Linked DNA regions of Mus musculus: regions 1, 3 and 4 are each linked to region 2. The links are chromatin contacts, called in public Hi-C and promoter capture Hi-C maps. All regions are on one chromosome and are shown on one strand. The core of a region is the stretch at or near the end of the contact, and the rest is flanking DNA. Distances in the headings are between cores, read along the strand shown.

Region 1 (3,441 bases), core at 801-3,300, 140 kb before region 2:
AACGGAAAGGTAAATAACTGAAAATAGCTCAGGAAGTCCATGAAACTGACTTCACTAGGTCCCTCCCTGCCAGAGTAACAATAAAAACTGAGAGTCCCTCTCAGATGAGCAGAAGCTGGGCTACAATAGAAGACCCTCAGATAATCCAAGCTGCAAAGAAGATGCTGAGACCATACCAGCTGTCTGGAAAAAGCAAAACGAAGCTGAGCTACCAAGAAGAGACTTAGACCAACTGGAAAGAACACGCTCTGACCTGTTGAGCTGCCTATAGGCTGTGCAGTGTGCTCAAGGTTTTAGGCTTTTGAGCTGTCACCTGTGCTGGGGTAGGCTTGTGTGATACATCTACCTTTGAGTCATTTCTGCTCCTATAAGTCATGCCTCTCACCCATAGTCCTGTAAGTAACACCAGTAAAACTCATTAGTTCACCAAGTTGGACATTGCTGGTATCTGTACTTGGGTCTGTTGTGGGTTCCCTATCTGGTGTGCGTAGATGTGTGTTGAGTCTCCTCAGAAAGTTTTGTCATCAAACAATTCCTTTTCTTTCAAATACCCGAGGGAGAAGGAAAAAATCAGGCTTAACTGGAGGAGGTGGCTAAGAACAGCTCCAGTTACCTCTTTTTACCACGAGGGGGCAGCATAGAGCCAAGAGCCGCAAGTGAGGAGGTGCTACTGGCCTGAGGACCATCTCCTGTAAACATTTCAGGTTTCATAATTAGTGGATTAAACTCCAGAATCTTGCTTTATACACCAGATTCTGATGTATAGATCTGACTAGCATCTAGAATTTTCTTAAAAGATCTGAACATTTCCTTAAGCAACCTCACAGAACAAGATAAAAAGGCACAGATGAGGACTTAACCGTAAGAGAAGGGATTATATAAAAAATTATTTTGATATGGTACTCACCTTTCTAAAATATTTCAGGTATATAATTAGATTGAACAAAATTCATTATTGAACTATCCCACTATGGATATTATGTAGTTGAAAGAGTGATAATGTAGTAAGTTAGTTGTCCTAACAAATGCATCGTCTAAGGGTGAGCACGTGTGTGTACATGCATGTATGCATTCATGTGTTTATATATACATGCTTGTATGTATATGCATGTGTACATATATATTTAAATGTATGTGTAAAGAACTGTGTAGAAAGATGGCCCTTTGAGTGATAGGATTACTACTAAATTTGTGTTTTATTATGCTTTTCTATGTTGCTTCAAATTCTCTAGCATGATTCTGAGCCCTTTATAAAACTCAAAACATATACACAAAAATTTCATTTGCAGTAAATAATTTTAAGCAAACCTTGTTAATATGCAAATGAGCAACTTTGTGTCTTCATTTTCACCACTGTGGAATCCTATTTATAGTTTAGCTTTGTTGTGACTTGCATGGTGTGGTAGTTTGGACGAGAATGGTCGTTATGTTTGAATGTTTGGTCCCAAGTTGATGGCAGTATTTAGGAAGGACTTGGATGTATGGCCTTGTTGAAGGAAGTGAGTCTCTGGGTTCAGGCTTTGCGGTTTCAGAAGCCCACACCAAGCTCACTCAGTCTCTCTCTCTCTCTCTCTCTCTCTCTCTCTCTCTCTCTCTCTCTCTCTCTCTCTCTCTCTCTCTCTCCTCCTCCTCCTCCTCCTCCTCCTCTCTCTCTCTGTCTCTCCTCCCTTCCTCTTTCCCTTCTTTCCTCCCTGCTTCTGTCTCAGAATTGTGAATGAGCTCTCAGCTACTACCACAGTGCCACATCTGTCTGCCTGTCCCCACGCTCCCTGCTATGATGGTCATGGTCTTACCCTCTGTACTGTAAAGCCCTAATAAACTCTTTCTTCTGTAACTTGCCTTAGTCATGTTGTCTCTCTCTTTATAACAAAAGAGAAGGCCCCAGCACCTGACAATCATGGAGTAACTTCTCTGACGGCATCCCTTTCTGTATTACTCTCAGGCTGTTTGGATTGTGAGGGATCTGCTAGTCCTAGGAACCTCTTCCTCCCCGGGGCAGGGCAAATGTATTAATATTTCACTGTGTGATTTGTTCTCTTTGGACTTTTGAACTTGCTGGTCCTTATCTGGGGTTCAGCAGGCCTTTGGGAGCTTTCTAAAGTCGTTCTACCCACAGTGTAATGGGAAAGCTAGGCTGTGGGAGGGAGATGTGATTCTCTGTCACGTTCTTCCGTTCTTTTTTTATCCACTTAAACAGTGAAAGAACCCACTGAAATGCCCTCATCCTCGGCTTCTCTGACACTTAAATGTTCTGTGAAGGACATGCCTGGGTCACCAAGAATTCCCAAGCTTCTGATGATACCACAGTTCTTACCATCATTCTTGGACTCACGTAATTTTAAGACAGTTCTTGTAGTTACAAGTAGCCAGTGCCCCTCCCCCTCCCCCCTTCCAGTACTTTCTCTGTGGATGAGAGACCAGCTGCTTTACGTTATATAGCCACAGGGTGGCAGCAGTGCTTCATGACTTTAACTTGCCTCTGCCGCAACTAGGAATTTTTTTTTTTTTTTTTTTTTGGTGGTGGTGGTGGGTTTTCTTTGTTTGGTTGGTTAGTTTTTGTTGTTGTTATTGTTTGTTTGGTTGGTTTGGTTTGGCTTCTTCACTTAACAAAACCTACATATATTTATAGTGTACAACATAATGACTTGAAATATGTATACATTGTGGAATGGCTAAATATAGAAATAATTAGCATATTCATTATTGCTCTTCCTTAGTGATTTTCTTATATGCATACCTGATTAACTATAGTTTGCATGCTGGACAGTAGATCTCTTGAACTCATTCTTTCTATCTCATGGAAATAGATCTTTTAACCACTTCGCAAACCAGTCTGCGCGCACGCACACACACACACTCACACATATCCCAAGGATCAACTCAAGAGAAAGGGTAGAAAGCAGTAAGAGCCAGAAGTCAAGAGAAGCCTATATGTTCCAGCGTTGAGGAAGAAGCCCTAGCTAAGTGCTACTGACAGTCATAGCTTCTAGGAGAGGGAGAATCAGCCTTCTTTAGGGCTAAGGGCTCTGGCGGATGATCGATCCCACACTCATGAGTGTAGGCACAGCACAAACTGGACTCAGTGGACTACTAAAACAAACCAAAACAGAAGTAGACATCACATGTGGGATGGGGCTTAGAAGAGTCACAGGGGACTGGAGAATAAATATGATCAAAATGTATTGTATACATGTATGAAATCACAAAGAATAAAGTACTTTTAAAGGCCTAAATAAAAAGTTTCCTTTTGTGTTTTTTTTTTCATGGAAATTTAATTAGCATACAATTTTCTGGGGCGAAAAAAAGCCCTGCTTTGGCTTATATAGGTGTCAATAATTTGCAAGACTGCAAAGCAACGAACAACTCATAAATAGCAGTGATTGTTTACTGAGCACCTATCAAGTTCAACTACTCCTTAAATCTGCTTTATTTGTAACTGCA
Region 2 (2,956 bases), core at 313-2,812:
TCCAGTCCGGCTGCACCTGGCGTGCAGTGCTAGGGTTGTGGTCCAGTTCGGTCGGCAGGGGGCGCGCCAAGCCAGACGCAGCTTCCAGGAACACGTGGATAAGAGCACTCAAGGAGCCCAGAGTGGCGGAACCGCCCCCTTAGTGTTCCAGAAATCTGACACAGCCCGTGGCTGGGTCAGGTTCACGTATTTGGTATCAATTGGCCTCCTGCCCCACTGACCTGGGATTGCTAGGGAGCGCTCCTCCCCCGCAAACAGAGCCTCAGTAGCACTAATGGAGTAATTTCTCCTATTCGTTTACAAATCCCAGGACGCCACTGCTTTCAAAGGCCTGGAACCATTCCTCTGCTTTTAATAGTGTTTTCTCTGCCTTCTATCCTGTTCTTTTAAGAATCTGGGGACACAGAGGCTAGATGTCCTTCCTGCCTTTGGTTCACCAGTGTCCCAATTTGCTTCCCTATTGCCTGGGATAAAACGCCGACCAAAACCGGCTTGAGAGAGGAAAAGGGACTGGCCTGAGAGGAGGGTGTCTGGCTGCCACATTCGTTTTTGACCCTGTGGGCTTAACTGGAGAGACTCCGCTTGGTTCTGCTTACTTTTGTGTCAGTCTTGCAGAGAGAGACAGATTCAGACTCCGGGTCTCTACCATTTCTCTTGGTTTCCGGATCCCTCTTCCATCCCTAGGGAAGTGGAGAAACTGATACCACCAATCCAACCTGCTCACAGTGCCAGATCTTGCCTGTTTTCTCCGGATAGGGTTGCAGCTTTAAACTACGAAGAGGATGTCAAATTTGAAATCTGGGTGGAGCGCTGCTGCGGCAGCCTACTGGCTGCATAGCCCGAGGCATGCACTACCTTCCTGGGCTTTCCTGTCTGGATAAAAGGACACCTATGAACAGCTCTGCAAGCAAGCTTATTAGAAAGGGAGCCTCGGGTCTCAGCAAGAGCAGCTCCTACCCACCTCAAAGCAGAAGCCTGGACATTTGTATTAAAGCAGACTAGCAAGGACTTGGACAACAAAGATATCAACAACAACCTCCCAAATGGCCCACTGGGGAGGCCTGTCTTTAAGCACATGCAGAGTTTAAAAGTCTGCTCTAGGGAAAGGAAATGATGTCATCTTTATGGTCATGAGCACTGTGGTAAGGTAATAACCCCTACATTTCTTCTACTGATTCCATTTTGTTCGCCAGTTTGAATCCAAAACAGATAGGAGGGAAGGCATTTCCTCCCCAAGGCACTTTAAGAAGTAATAACATTATCTTCCAGGTGCCCTGAAATGAGGAAGGTTGCTCATGGTGAAGCAGATACAGTTGTGGCACCTGGGGTCCCAGAAGCTTTTGAAAGTTGCATAGGCCTCTGACATTGGCTCAAAAGACATGGAATTAGTAGGCAAACAACTTCTTCCCCACCCCCTCTTATCTGCAGGGGAGGGATCAGTTCTCAGCTGGCCGGGCCAGTGTCACTGATACAGCTGGTGTCATTGTTACCTTCCACTAACAGATCACTCGACACCTCCCGACCCAGGTGGATTTGGGTCTGAGCAGATGTTTGGAGCCTTATTGTTGTAGAAACCCCAGGTGAAGCCACAACACTGCTGAAATGTGGTAATTTAATGATAAGTGATCTTAATAGGAAGCCAGGACTAGACAGCTCTCTGCCTCTGCTACCTCTCAGAGCCCCTTGGTTCTTGCTGCTTGGGTGAATAATGCTGTCCTGGCCGATATGAATCCATCATTGGCTGGGAGCTGAGACAGGACAAAGATGCTGTCCAAGGAGAGGTCATCTGGAGTGACTCCAAAGTGAGGAGCTAGGGCAGAATTGGCTCAAGGCGCTGGCCTGGCCCAGGGATCTTGTGTAGCCTTGGAGTTCTGACTGGCTGCACTCCGGTGTGCGTCCCCCACAGCATCATGCTGCAGCAGATCCTGCAGGACATGTACATCGACCCGGAGCTGTTGGCCGAGCTCAGCGATGTGCAGAAGCACATCCTCTTCTATAAGATGCGAGAGGAGCAGCTGCGGCGATGGAGGGAACGGGAGGCGTGGGATGCCCTGGCTCAGGCAGAGGGCCTGAGGCCCGCAAAGGTCAAGAGAGGTATGTGGCTTGGGGGTGGGGGTGGGGGGCGGGTCACCAAATCTTAACTAATAATGAGAAAGTTAACGAGTCAAGGCTGGGTTCTCCTTTCGTATGGGCACTAGTGTGATAAAGACTGGGGATTTGGAAGCCTTGTGCTGGGGCCTTTAGTCCCACTAGCTTGGGTTTCCAACCAGGATTATAGAAGAATGTGGCAGGGACTATGCAGGACTCAGATGGGCTGGGGAAGTGTAGACTTCCTCACTTCAAAGAAGGCGCTGTGGAATCTGATGCTTGACAATTGCATGGTGCATAACAGAGACCATTGTCTTCTTTCTTTTTCTGATTCTGGGAATTGAGTCTGAGGCTTTGTGTACTCTACTAGTAAGGTATATGCCCAGACCAAGGGCATATTCTCTACCCTTGAAAGACCCACAAAGTGAGGACTCTCCCACGTTCTGACTCAGGAGAGGCGACACCCCAAAATCCCCCACAAGAAACGGTCTTGTTGCAAACTGCAAGAGGATTTTTATTCAAGAGCGCTCTCCGGCCCACAGTCATACACCACGCAGGGGTAGAGGACCACGGCGGCCCGAGTAGCTGGGTAAGGGGGTATTTAAAGGAAGAAACCACAACTCAAGGAAGTGGGGAGGGCGTTGTTGGAAGATACCAAAGATACCAGTTAAGAGTCACAAGGAATACCTGGTAATTGTTAACTCTCAAGACAGCTTCTAAGAGCCCCTAACTATAGCACATTTGCATTGCAGGTTCTGGTAATGGTCAGGGTGACTTTCTTTGAATGAGCACTCTTTGAACCCAGGAAGTGGGTGGGTGGAGGAATGTCGCTATCTGTTTTATGATTAGCATACCTTTACAAAGGCCA
Region 3 (3,337 bases), core at 385-2,884, 180 kb before region 2:
GAACATACCTCCTCACCTTCAAGCCACAGATCATGTCTGGCTCCAGAGTTTTGTCAAGCAGTACAAGGGAGTTTCCCCTGCTTCAAGTAGATCCTACATCCCTTGTCATGCTGCCGAAGAAGTGTATAAAATGTGTGAGTATGTGTGCGCATGCTCATTTGTGTATGTTATGTGCACACTCGAGAGGATGTGAGTGTGTGTGTGTGTGTATGTGTGTGTGTGCACCACTGTCTCTCCATGGTGGCACATGAGCAAATATATGCCCACTCCCAGCTGTTTCCCTGTCTTTTCAGATATGAAGGCAGATGCATGAGTTTTGGGGGATTGACTATTTCTATTTACCTCATATAGGATTTGCAGATGGACAATAACAGACCAAACAAATGATTCCACCCAAGCCCAGAATTGGGACACAATGATATTAAAAGATCAGAATATGTTCACCATTGCAGTTCTTGACTCCTGTCTCAAAGGTGCAGACTCAAGACTGAAATGACATGAGAACATGGTATTTGTACATTATTACCATAGTCAGACTGAAACGCCACTTGAATGTCCAGGTAGAGGTTCAATTACATACAATACCATGGAATCCAGAGACAATATAAGGGAATGGAGATGCTCTCTAAAATAAGGAGTGGATTCCTAGTGAGTCACAATGCAGGAGGAAAGGGTGACATAGCAATTGCTTCTGCTACCAAAGGAATATACACATGTATGTGTAAGTGTAGCCCTAGGAACTGACTGGAGCTGGCACAAATGAGCTGATTTCCAACTAGGTTGGCACTGGTGTCCTAACCACAAAGAGAAAAACATTATGAAAATTTATTTATAGAGATAAAATCACCATGTGGACATATCAATGTTATTTGAAGTTCAGTTACATAAAACATGGAAGATACTCTTTCTGCTGCTCCAAAATCATAAAACGTGAGAAAGGAACAATGGTTGTCAAGGAGGGACCTCTGATCTAGAATTTTGGCCAGGGTCTTTCTGGGGTTTCTGGCAGCTGCTTAGCATTCTCAGTGGGGTTTTCATGAGGTCCCTCCGTCATTTCTGTAACATACATGTCCTGGTCATGTGAGGAAACTCATAGCCATCTCTTCTGTCCTAAGAAATGTTATTTCCCAACAAACACCAGTGTGCACTCAACTCCACAGAAAGAAAGTCCGTCCCCACAGAAACACCTGCCTCTGAACTGGAGCAGCTGCTTTGAGCCACTGAAGGATGTCCTCTGCCAGGGCCTGGGAAGAGGTGCTGGATTCGGCACTCAAAACTACAGCAGACCTAATTCAACTTGAATTTCTGAGAAACAATGAATAATTGTCTTCTAGTATATTTGTGCTGGAAAGTAACCTGTTTGTCTAAAAACAAATTTCAATCAGGCAGCCACCAACCTAGACACTTAGGTTAGTTTTCCTATTGGGTGGCTAGTGGGCCGGAGATGGGAGGAGGAAGAGAAAGAGGAGAAACCGGAAGAGAGGAGGGAGGAGAAGGGGAACTAACCCTCTCTCGGACTCCGGGTTGAGACCTCCGCCTCCGGGTTATGACTCGCAAGGTGAAAATTTGACAACTGCTTCTGCAGAGACACTAGAGAACCGGTTCGAAGGAAAACGGCCCAGCCTCCTTGGTCCACGCAGCTGATGCACGTTCTGGCCACCTGCCAGTGAGTCGCGTCCCGTTGCCTGGCAACGAGAGCACGCTCAAGTGTAGCGCTAAGGTTCCATTGCTACCCAATCAGTGGAGGCAAAGAGAAATGAAAGGGGAATTCGCGCAGTGGGAGTGGGGGTGGGAGTGGGCGTGGGAGGGGTGGCGTTCTCTAGCCTGAGCTTGGAGTGCGCACTGTAGGGGATGGGGCACGCACGCAGATGGGAGAACCAGATTTATGGGAGAGGAAGCACTGTGGAGAAACAGCGGGACAGAGACTTGGAACCTAGCAGGCATAGGAACCCTTAGATAGGAGCCCTGTGGACCAGCAGATCTTTGAAAGTCAGGGGAGACTCCTTTGATCCCTGGGGATTAAAGCTGCAAGCTTGTTGTCGGCTTGGCAATTTTAAGACTCCACACCTTTCAGAGCAAACTCAAACGCAAGCAACTTCAGGTTACCCAAAGGCACCCTCTGCCAGGCCCTCCTATGCACTTTCCCCTGATGTGCTTGGTTAGTTTTTGTCAACGTGACACAAACCTAGATATACCTTGAAGGAGGAAATCTCAAATGAAGAACTGCCTCCATCAGACTGACTTGTGGGCATGTATGTCTGTGAAGCGTTTTCTTGATTGCTAATTATGGGCATATGCCCACTATGAGCTGCGAGTGCCCATCCCTGAGAAGGTGGACTTGTGCTGTGTAAGAAAGGTAGCTGAAGCCGGGCAGTGGTGGTGCACACCTTTAATCCCAGCACTCAGGAGGCAGAGGCAGGCAGATTTCTGAGTTCGAGGCCAGCCTGGTCTACAGAGTGAGTTCCAGGACAACCAGGGCCACACATAGAAACCCTGTCAAGCAAGGAAGGAAGGAAGGAAAAGGAAAAAAAGAAAAAAAAGAAAAGGAAAAGGGGAAAAGGAAAGGAAGGAAAAGGTAGCAGAGTCAGCCAGGGAAAGCGAGCCTGTAAGCAGCATTTCTGTCATAGTTACTGTTTCATGCTCTTGCACTGAGTTCCTGGCTTGGCTTTCCTTGATGACGACTGACTGTAATCTGTAAACCAGATAAATCCTTTTGTCCCCCAGTTCGCTATTGGTCATGGTGTTTATCAGAGCAAGAAAAAGCAAACTATGGGCATGGCATTGCTTAGTGGTAGAGGCTTTCATAAATGCAAGAAGGGACACTAATGGATCAACAACGAATGAGCCCTCCCTCTACCCACCTACCCCCAACATCAGAGCACTCAGACATATTTACTCAGGACTTAGTATGTGACTGTACTGGCTGGTTTTGTGTGTCAGCTTGACACAGGCTGGAGTTATCACAGAGAAAGAAGCTTCAGTTGAGGAAATGCCTCCATGAGATCTAGCTGTAAGGCATTTTCTCAATTAGTGATCAAGTGGGGAGGGCCCATTGTGGGTGGGACCATCTCTGGGCTGGTAGTCTTGGGTTCTATAAGAGAGCAGGCTGAGCAAGCCAGGGGAAGCAAACCAGTAAAGAGCATCCCTCCATGGCCTCTGCATCAGCTCCTGCTTCCTGACCTGCTTAGTTCCAGTCCTGACTTCTTTTGGTGATGAACAGCAATGTGGAAAGTATAAGCTGAAAAAACCCTTTCTTCTCCAACTTGGCCATGATGTTATGTGCAGGAATAGAAACCGTGACTAAGACAGTGACAAATGCCAGAGGTAGTATCTCAGA
Region 4 (2,990 bases), core at 284-2,783, 210 kb before region 2:
ATGGTTATCAACCCCAGAGCTCTCCTAGATCAGTTGTTCTCAATGTGGTATTCCCATACCAGCAGAAGCAGCACCTCCTAAAAGCTGTTATAAATTAGAATTCTTAAGCATCTACCTATCAAGACCTACCAAATTGGACACGATGGGAGTAAGTCCCAGCCCTTGGCGTCATTGAGCCTTGTGATGTGATGCCTCTGTACTATACAGCTTGACAACCTCTGTCCTACAGTCAGAACTTGTGACTACCTACTCAGGGTCCTGTCACTGACAATTGTCTGTAGCTTTCCATCACAATCCATCCCCCTTTCAAGAACCAAAACAATGTTTGAATGTTCCTCTATAGCAGTGGTTCTGAAGCTTCCTAATACTGTGACCTTTTAATACAGTTCCTCATGTTGTAGTAACCCCCAACCAAAGTTATTTTTGATGCTACTTCATAACTGTCATTTTGCTACTGTTATGAACAATTCAAAACAGTGTTTTCTGGTGGTCTTAGGTGACCCCTGAGAAGGGGTTATTTGACTCTCAAGGAGTCAAGACCCACACATTGAAAAGCACTGCTCTTTAGGAAGTTCATACTGTGTCAGAAAAGCATCTCTGAGATCCTTGCCATCTGCAGCTCCGACTCAGCAGCCATTAGAGTGCAGTGCTATTCCTTTCTAACCTGTGCATGGCTCACATGCAAAACTTTTTCCTATTTGAGAACCATCCTCCTAGTCTTCAAGATGGGTGACACCTTTACAACCAGCAAAGAAAGCACACTTCCTGCAAAGAGTCTCTACAGCAATGGATGAACCTTGTTTTTAAGGTACCTAGTAAAAGTAACTCCTGGCACAGGCTGGGGATGGCAGGATTACCTGAGTTCAAGGCAACCTACTTACCTGGATGCCCCTCTCCTACAGATTCTGATGTGAACATGAAGGCTCCCTCTTCACTTAGAGAATGGTCACACAAGCCATCCACAGGTCCATTCATTGTGCCACACTTTTCGACTTCACTTCTCCAAAGTGACAACTTCAGAGCTTTTTCTTTTCTTTCTTTTCTTATCCTCCCCCTACAAACCCAACAGGCAGATCTTTGGCAGAATCCCGAGGAGATGACTTCTGCCTAAGTGCCTATGAGCATATGAGGACAGGGTAAGGATGGGCAAAGAGGGAGATAGCGGATGGAATACAGATGTGTCACTCCAGGCTGGTCGCAGCTTGCTCCCAGGTGACTCCTATATATGGAAAAGTGAAAGTGCCTGAATAATCAAGCAAGGACAGTGGAGGAGTCCATTTCCTGGAAGGGGGGAGGTCTTTTTACCTTGAGGAATTTCAGCCTTCAGCTCTGATGTCTCAAGTGGCAAGTCTGTGGTCTAAGTGAGATTAGGAAGGCTGTTTAGCCTCTCGGACCGGAAGTGCCTTTCGGACTTCCTTCAGCTCCTTAGCTAATCTCTGAGTGGTTCCCGGGATACCATCCCACTCTGGAGACCTGGGGGCCTGGAGTTACTCATGGGCAGCCAGAAAGTCTCCCAGAGATTTGGTATGGGCTAAGGTTGCAACACAGTGAGGCTCTGCTGTGAAGGCTTCTCTCCACCCCCACACCTGCTCTGGATTGGGCTCGCCCCCTCTACCTCCTCAGCGCAGAACAGGAGCCAAGAGAGTGCACCTGTACCCTGAACCAGCTGTACCATTACACAACAGATTCGCTTTAGTTCGAGGGAAATCTTTGCCGCCCGCATTTTTTTTTCCTGACACAAGAAATCACCTAAGCTGTCAATATCTCTAAGAGACCTGCAAACACATTAACAAGCTAGAGGTTTGGTAGTGGCGCTGGTGGGTGATCCAGGACACAAAGATTATTAATTTTTTAAAATGGAATTTTGAGAAACAGATTCATTATGTGCAAATTAGTATTCCGGTTTAGTATCCCCCCCCCCAACATGTGACAAACTTCCGTGAGTTCAGTTTTGTTCCTCTCATAAACACATGAAGTTCCTATAACTTCATTCTATGCAGGATTGATAGTATCCTTAATTAGCTTGTGTCAAAAATGATAGCGTCTGTCTGCAGGTTTTCTCCTACTCTCAGATCTACAATGTTTGAGTAATGGGAAGTTGAGACCAGACAGGAGATTAGTAAGAAACCAGTTCCTTCTAGAATACAATAAAAAGTAACCAACCAAAGCCTTGTGCCTACAGAGTGGACTGGAGGAAGCTCAAAATAGGAGGAGGTAATGTCCAAAACAACTAACCTTAGTGGCTAAAACCTGCCCTGCACTTATACAGGCACTTTATACACTTTTGGGGTTTTTTTCTGGCACAAATTCTAGTGCTCCAAACCTTGAGGTTAGTTAATCAAAACAGTCACTCTAGGAAATTAAAACTACAATAAATCGATATGGGATGCTACGAGGCTGCTTGTAACTGCACAGCTATCAAAGCACTTAACAAGAAGTGAGCTAACTTGCTTAGGTACATGACTGCTAAAACATGGGATCGAAAGGGACACTGGGCTCACAGTGAGCTATTGGATGGAACACAGGGCCCCCAATGGAGGAGCTAGAGAAAGTAACCAAGGAGCTAAAGGGGTCTGCAACCCAATAAGTAGAACAACAATATGAACTAACCAGTACCCTACCCCACCCCCCGGAGCTTGTGTCTCTAGCTGCAGAAGATGGCCTAGTCAGCCATCATTGGGAAGAGAGGCCCCTTGGTCTTGCAAACTTTATATGCCTCAGTGTTTGTGCTGAAAATATTTCAACATCATTGTCTCTTTGTAAATTACTTTTGGGTACATTAGTTTCAAACCTAGAGACAATACAAACTAATGTGTAATTTGAAGCATAGGCCTAGGTTACCCTAGCTAGTAGAACTGTAGCAACATTATAAATATGCTTCAAGAGCAACTTAAAGTCTAATTATTAATAATTCTTTAAGGTTCTTAGATCCAGCAAGGAGACAGAAAACAAGGCACCTCTCTTTTGAATTTCAAAATGAGTAATAACAT

What was found. Hi-C and Micro-C count contacts between places; a contact is called where the count stands out from the background. Capture Hi-C pulls out chosen DNA fragments and counts their contacts.
Region 1: a contact with region 2 is called in a Hi-C map of extraembryonic ectoderm, with 2.1 times the contacts expected there. The contact joins the enhancer-like site here to the promoter of Sh2d4b in region 2. A contact is called at or near these places in 5 of 39 promoter capture datasets (the C10 cell line, embryonic stem cells, hematopoietic stem and progenitor cells and 2 more), 3 of 15 datasets of contacts at CTCF or cohesin (the G1E-ER4 cell line, embryonic stem cells and large pre-B cells), 16 of 484 Hi-C or Micro-C datasets (the C3H10T1/2 cell line, the CH12 cell line, the G1E-ER4 cell line and 11 more), 6 of 115 datasets of contacts at active chromatin or transcription factors (CD8 T cells, cardiomyocytes, embryonic stem cells and 1 more) and 4 of 9 other capture datasets (adipose tissue, embryonic stem cells, liver and 1 more).
Region 3: a promoter capture Hi-C map of liver shows a contact between it and region 2. The contact joins the promoter of Dydc1 here to the promoter of Sh2d4b in region 2. A contact is called at or near these places in 13 of 39 promoter capture datasets (the 3T3-L1 cell line, 3T3-L1-derived adipocytes, the C10 cell line and 7 more) and 2 of 9 other capture datasets (adipose tissue and liver).
Region 4: a promoter capture Hi-C map of pancreatic islet shows a contact between it and region 2. The contact joins the promoter of Mat1a here to the promoter of Sh2d4b in region 2. A contact is called at or near these places in 1 of 39 promoter capture datasets (the C10 cell line) and 1 of 9 other capture datasets (pancreatic islet).

The regions. Positions count from the first base shown.
Region 1 is chr14:41,032,545-41,035,985 of GRCm38.p6, reverse strand. No RefSeq gene overlaps it. Among named protein-coding and RNA genes, the nearest start is that of Prxl2a, 20 kb to the right of the region's middle. Within about 2 kb of position 2,050, at least 8 of the 459 cell types and tissues checked have an H3K27ac peak or open chromatin away from gene starts, as enhancers often do. A contact at or near this core is called in the CH12 cell line, extraembryonic ectoderm and liver, where this site is marked.
Region 2 is chr14:40,891,920-40,894,875 of GRCm38.p6, reverse strand. Sh2d4b (SH2 domain containing 4B) reads left to right here and starts at 1,562. Exons shown (of 8, transcript NM_177816.4): 1 at 1,562-2,094. The coding sequence starts at 1,911.
Region 3 is chr14:41,071,208-41,074,544 of GRCm38.p6, reverse strand. Dydc1 (DPY30 domain containing 1) reads right to left here and starts at 1,634. Exons shown (of 8, transcript NM_027094.1): 1 at 1,507-1,634. It also overlaps a transcript of Dydc2 not described here.
Region 4 is chr14:41,103,576-41,106,565 of GRCm38.p6, reverse strand. Mat1a (methionine adenosyltransferase I, alpha) reads right to left here and starts at 1,533. Exons shown (of 10, transcript NM_133653.3): 1 at 1,306-1,533; 2 at 882-1,219. The coding sequence starts at 975.